Regions from separate parts of the Rattus norvegicus genome. Here region 1 is linked to region 2. A link is a contact called in public Hi-C data. All regions are on one chromosome and are shown on one strand. Each heading gives the region's core, a stretch centred on a gene start, on an enhancer-like site or on the middle of the called end of the contact. The rest is flanking DNA. Distances are from core to core; before and after follow the strand shown. Region 1 holds the start of Irak3 (interleukin-1 receptor-associated kinase 3). Region 2 overlaps Irak3 (interleukin-1 receptor-associated kinase 3).

What was found. Hi-C and Micro-C count contacts between places; a contact is called where the count stands out from the background.
Region 1: a contact with region 2 is called in a Hi-C map of frontal cortex, with 2.3 times the contacts expected there. The contact joins the promoter of Irak3 here to the enhancer-like site in region 2. A contact is called at or near these places in 2 of 12 Hi-C or Micro-C datasets (frontal cortex and liver).

Annotation. Positions count from the first base shown.
Region 1 is chr7:57,597,363-57,600,581 of GRCr8, reverse strand. Irak3 (interleukin-1 receptor-associated kinase 3) reads left to right here and starts at 1,951. Exons shown (of 12, transcript NM_001108101.1): 1 at 1,951-2,222. The coding sequence starts at 2,090.
Region 2 is chr7:57,550,462-57,553,659 of GRCr8, reverse strand. All of the region lies in intron 8 of Irak3 (interleukin-1 receptor-associated kinase 3), which reads left to right. Among named protein-coding and RNA genes, the nearest start is that of Irak3, 47 kb to the left of the region's middle. Within about 2 kb of position 1,944, at least 6 of the 93 cell types and tissues checked have an H3K27ac peak or open chromatin away from gene starts, as enhancers often do.

The DNA.
Region 1 (3,219 bases), core at 702-3,201, 47 kb before region 2:
ATTAAGTTCTACTAGCTCATTACAACATCCTTCTTCTGGCTTCGCCTTTCAGCTGACACCAACAGGTAGGATAAGGACAGATGCTGTCCAGAGGATGTTAGTACCAAAGCTGTGCGTGACATGGGTGGCGCTGAGTAGGGTAAAGTGGCCCTACTGAGAGTAGGGTAAGAGAACAGGATGGTGAGACACTACTGAACTTGGTGAGGAAGAAAAACACAGAACCAAAGACATTTTGTTTTGAAAGATGAAGAATCAGTGTGGTATTTAGATGTTGATCGAGGGGAGCCGGTAAAGTGAAACAGAATTAAAATCTTTGAGACAAACAATAATGGCTGCCCACATTCCCTTCAGTTACAGGGGAAGGGCTGGGATTCAGAGTGCTTTTAAAAGATGAGGCTTATCTAGTGGTCTAGATGGCTCACCTCTAGAGATGAGAAACGTGTTTATTATGGTTTGGACAGGAAGCAATGAAAGTCCATGTTTGAGCACATGGTTGCCAGCTGGTAGTAGTGTTGAGAGGTAAGCAGCTCACACAGCTCACACTGACACTGACTCCACCGATTACATCATTGGAGGCGTGTCCCCAATCTCTTTCTCCTTGCCTCATGCTACATTAGATCTGGTGATGCAAACATTTTGAGTGTTGCTGTTATTATTACGGAGAGGATTTTAAACATCCTCTGACGGCCCATACACTAAAGCTTGGTTGCCAGCCTACATACATTGCTGGTAGGTGATTAAACCTAGTGGATCTAGGGGGACTTAGTGGAAAGAAATCAGATCTCTTGAAGGGAATTTTGGCACCCTGGCCCTGCCCGGCTTCCCCCACCTCTCTCTCTTTTCCTGATACCATGAACCACAAACTCCAACCATGGAGCTTCGCTGTTTGGTTATGAACCAAACAACCTTTGAATCTGTTCTGTGGGGCATTTTGTCAGAAAGCTAACACAATCACACATGGCGATTTCCTATGCAGACATAGGTCTCAGATTGTTTTCTCAGCTCTAGAAAGTCAAAAAGTAACCTACGCCAATCTTCTCTTCCCGCTAATGCTTAGCATAGTGGCACAGGGGTCCTTTTAGGCGTGTAGTCTGATAAAACCATAGTCGTTAGGACGAAGAGACTTCAGAAATTTCGTTCAAACAGTTCTAGTTTACGAGCTTTTACAGTTTTTACGGGAATTCACACAGTGGGTATTGAACGCCCAGGCACCATTGCTGCTGATAGCCAGGGGGCGCTATTCCAAAGAGGGAGATCTGGGGTTTCAAACAGCCGCTGGATTTTCAAGTGGTTGGTTACCACTCCATTTTCCCACCTCCTTTGAAGAACCTCTTCGTCTACTGACGAAACATCCATACGGTTCCCGCGGTGGGTCGTTACAGCGTAAACGGTAGAGTATTTCAGGACACCAGTCAATGTTTCTTAAACTTCGTGTTGCAAGTTCGCTGAAGCACTGGGAGGAAGGAAAAGGAGACTGCAGTAAAACCAAGTGGCACTGTGGCAGAGGTTGCCCTCTGTAGCAAGGACGAGCAGGGTTTTTTTTGCCCTGGTTTGGCCTGTTCGTTGTGGTTTTCTTTTACGTCCATTCTCCCCCCAGTGTGTTCACGTTTTCTTCCGTTTAAATTTACTTGGCAAAAAAACCGTGTTTCTCGGCGAGTACGTATTTCTTTCCTGACCGGACAAAGAAAACTTTAAAAGATGTACCGAAACCCTCTCTGATCCAGTCGTGGCCAGGAGGCCGCCCATCCCAGGGCAGCAGAGGGGTGGCGGCTTTCCCGGATTCCAGCCGCTGCCCCCGCCCTCATTTTCTTGGCTGGTCTCCTGGGTCACGTCCCAAGGCGAGGACTGACAGAACGGTTCATAACAAGAGGACAGGGGAACGGTGCGCTAGAGGCCGGGGCAGCCCAGGTCTCGCAGGGGCATCCCTGGGGAGAGGCTCCCTGCGTCACGTGGGACCCGCCCTGCGACTGCCCGGGCGTGGAGTGTTGCAAGCTCCGGGCAGCCGTCGTGGAGCTGAATTTCCGCGGTTGTGAAAGGAGGTGGCAGCGGCGACGTCTCTGCTTCTCAGCGTGGGGTCCGGGGCTCCGCGATGGCCGGCCCGTGCGGGGCCCGTGGTACGCTGTCGCCACACTCGCTGCTCTTCGACCTGCCGCCCGCGCTGCTGGGCGAGCTGTGCACGATCCTGGATAGCTGCGATGGTCCGCTGGGCTGGCGGGGCCTGGGTGAGTGCAACTCAGACCTGTTTGTCCTCTCCCGCGAGGGACTCAGCTAACCCAGGGACCCACCACTCACTTCCCTTCCCTCTTGACACTGGCGTACTGCCGTATCAAGTTAGGAGACTAGGAAAGTCAGATGTCAAGAAAGCATCCCATGCTGATAAGAGATTCTATCTCCACTCGGTTTGCAGTGTGCACATAAATATGCAAATATTACCGTAGGTAAGGGATGCCTACTGGCTCTACAACCTCTACCCCAGATGTTTTTTTAATATTAAAGCCTTTTTTTTTTTTTTTTAAGAATTAGAGGTGCTGCTCAGTTGCTAGAGTGCTTACCTATGGATGTATGAAGTTGCATGTTCGATTCCCTAGCTGGGAATAAAACAGACCGTGGTAATGCCAGCCATTGAGAGGTAAAAGTAGGAGGGTCAGATATTCAAGGTCATCCTCTCCTTGTAGAGAGTTCTAAGCTGACTTGGGCAAGATGAGACCCCTATCTCAAACAAAAACAAAAACAAAAACCCAAAACCAAACAAACAAACAAACCCCCAGCAAACTTTATTTATTCATGTTCGAACTTTCAGATATCTATTCTTTGGCGTTTTAGTGTGTGTCCCACATTCCTGTGGCATCTAAAGGGCAACTTGCAGAAATCAGTTCTCTGCTTCCACCACAGGATCCTGGGACAGAACTCAGGTTGTCAGGCATGCTTAATGCACTTCGGTGTTTCCACTAAGTCTCCAACAATCTACAAGGGAACTATTACTGTTTGCTATGGATGTGATCCCCACTTCTCTTTATTATACATATCTTGCTAATTTGCCAAATCGACTGCAGTGAAATTATAAAGAAAGCCTCTTTATATTAATTTAGAAAGTTATCTTTAAAAATGCACTTTATGCAGATTTGGTAAACTGAGCAGCTACATAATTGTAAAGTGGTGACAAGCCAACAAAAAAGCTCAGGCCAAAGTCTTTGCTTTGTTAGATGTAAGTGTTCTCTT
Region 2 (3,198 bases), core at 695-3,194:
TTTAAAAGAACAAATATATACACCTAACCAGAATTCATTTAAGAGCATTTGGTTTTTGCCCATGCTTTATATAAATATTACACAGAAATTAAAAGTGCCAGACTGGTGTAATTGACCTCCTGGCTGTTCAATAACTATTCTTGGAGGCCTGTAATACAGATAGAGGGATTAAAAGAGAAAATACTTTGCCCTTTGAGGTCAATGAAGTCCCAGCAGACTGTGGATCATCTTTCAAAAAATGTCCTGTCTTCCACTTCTGAGTCATTTGTCTTCTTGTTCATGTAGGTCATGGAGACAAAGGTCATTTTTTTCTCCTTGTAATCAACAGATTTTAATTTTCTGTTCATATAGCTGAGTGAAAGTTTTTTTTCAGTTAATTGTTGTAAATCAAAACAGCATCCAACATGGAAATAGGAGGTTAAATTTTTGTCCTGGCTCTGCTGTTTAAGCATTTTTCAAAGAATCAGTCCGAGAAGCAGTGTGCTAGAGCAGCCCTAACAAATCATTGCTGCTGATGGCGAATGGGATGCTTTATCTCAGGCTCTGTCTTGATTAGTAATGACTCCCCAAGTACTGAGGGGAGAAAGAGAATCTTGTCTGAGTGCTTTTGGAACTCGATTAATGATGTCTGTAGGTAATATGGGAGGACGCTGAGCAACATTCGGGTCATGTATTTACCATTCCCACGCTCAGTAATCTAAAACCACTTGAGGGTTCCAAACCCCCTAGAGGAAATGATTATACAAATAGCTGTTTGGTACCTGCTATAGGCTTACCACTATGCTTGTGCAGACAACACCAGGTGGGCTCCACTAAGTACCGAATCACATATTGTAGGTGTCCAATAGTAACTTACACGCAGGAGGCGTGGGCTGGAAAGATATCTCAGCAGTTAAGAGCACTGGCTGCTCTTCTGGAGGCCTTGAGTTCAATTCCCAGCAACCACACATGGTAGCTGATGTCCATCTGTAATGGGATCACACACCCTCTTTTGGTGTGTCTGAAGTGTACTCATATACTCAAAAACAGCAGGAGGCATGCTGGGCTTCAGAGAGGTTCAGCAGAGAGCTTCACGGCAGCAGTGATTCCTGTGGCACATAGAGAATTTGGGGAGGAGGAGGAAGAAGAAGAGGAAGAGGAGGAAGAGGAAGAAGAGGAGGAAGAGGAGGAGGAGGCCTTCTGAGTGGAGCCACACAGAGGTCACCAGAGACAGTCATATGCAGCTTGTCCTATGGCATTGGTAAATACTTATCCGTGAAGGATGATGGCTAGATTGCAGGTGGATTGTGGAGTTCAGTTTCAGATGTCATACAAACTCCTACAGAAACACTTGTTAGTCCTTCATTAACCCTGAGTGTCGGTGTGATCATTATCATTTGTAGTTGAAATGAATTTCTAGGAGAAGAGCTAAGGCTTAGAAAAGCTGGCCACTTGCCGGTCACATGACTCACCTGTCACATGACTTGCCTGTCACATGACCACAGGTGGGAAAGGAAGGTGCCCTTCCATGCCTCTGTATTCCCAACAACCATGCTTACTGGGGAATTTACACGCCTGGGCTTACCAGGGGTGAGTTGGCTTCATCAACAGACCCAGGGATTGAAGAAGAGAAAAGCACCAAGCGTACACATTAAGATATTGATGTCAGACTCTTGTGGAGAGTGACAAGGTCTAGAGATCCACCCTGTCGGTCTGGTTTGTCCTAGCAGAGAGAGATTTCTCTTTCTAAGGAGGAAAATGTCTGGCTTGCAGCTGAGGAACACCCACAGGAGGAAGCAAAGCCCGCATTTAGCCTGGCGGTTCATTTAGCCCAGAAATATCTTAGTAATTTAAACTCTTTAAGAGGATGTTATACAAACAAAACTCACTACCAGATGGTGGGAGTTGAGAAGGAGAGGATCCAAAGAGAGAATCCAGAGTGCAGTCTGCAGCCTTGGCAGAAGACTCACATTTATCTTTAGGAAATGAAGATGTCTTCCAATTACAGGATCTCATTAAAGCATCTGATAGCACTAGGCCTGGCGTGTTCACATTTGCAGATAAATTTAAATTGAAAGGCATTTGAAGCATTTCTCATCCCAGACATTCGTTCCTGCCAATGGCTCCAAATCAGGAAGTTAACCTTCGTGTTTCTGATAGGTCCTGTGTACTCATGTCCTAGGCTGGTCTGGCCATTGGTGTTAGAGGAGGGAAGCAGGAAGCTGCAACAGGGATGCCTGAAGAATGGAAACTAACCAGAGACACAAAATTAGAGTGCAGGGAGAAAGCACACACAGCATTTCTTATGTGCTGGTCTCTAAGTATGGAGGGAGGCTGGTAGGGTGGATAGACAGTTGCAGGTTGGTCCATCGGCCCCAATGACACTCTTCCTTGGAGACTCCGCCTCTTTCTGCCTTTATCCCAGGCCTCTTGGGCAAGTCAGCTGACAGCTGCAGACTTGTGAAGGCTGTGAGTCAGTTTCATGTTTAATACGGTATCTAGGTCTACAGGCGATGAAACAGCTGGACGGATTGATTCTTTAATCTTCCCCTTCATCATTTTAAAACAGCCATCTTTGTGTTCGAGGAGCATCTTAGATATAAATGACTTTCCTCAGATTCTCCTCATGTCTTCCTAGTTCCTTCCTCTTTTATGATCTCTGAATATGTTTATTGTTTTTCTGAAGGGGAGCTAAAACAATTAGATATCACACAAATCCAAAGTTCTCCTAATAATTCTCATTGCCAGCATCTTCTTTAAGTGCTGTGGTGATCTGAATGAGAGATGCCCCCTGTCGTTTTGGGTGTTTGGTCACCCGGTTCCCAGTTAGTGAGGCTGTTTGCAGAGGTTTTTGCTGGAGGAAACTATATGTCACTGGGGATGGGCATTAGACTATATAGCTTCTCCCTACTTCTGGTTTGCTTTCTCTGATTTGTGTTTGTGGTTGAGATGTCATCTCCCAGCTTCCTGCTCCTGCCTCTCTGCCTACTAGAATCTACCATGATAGATAGGCCTCTCTCTGATGATGGCCTCTTATCCCTCTGGAATTTTAGTCCTAAATAAATTCTTCGTTAAGTTGCTTATGGTCACAGTGTTTTGTCAAAATAACATGAAAGTGACTAATACAAGCACTGGCACTCATTAATTTCTATATGCAGATATGTAAATGCAGGTGCAAGAAATACCTCGAGCTTCTTCCTCCCTGTTGTCTGAAATCAT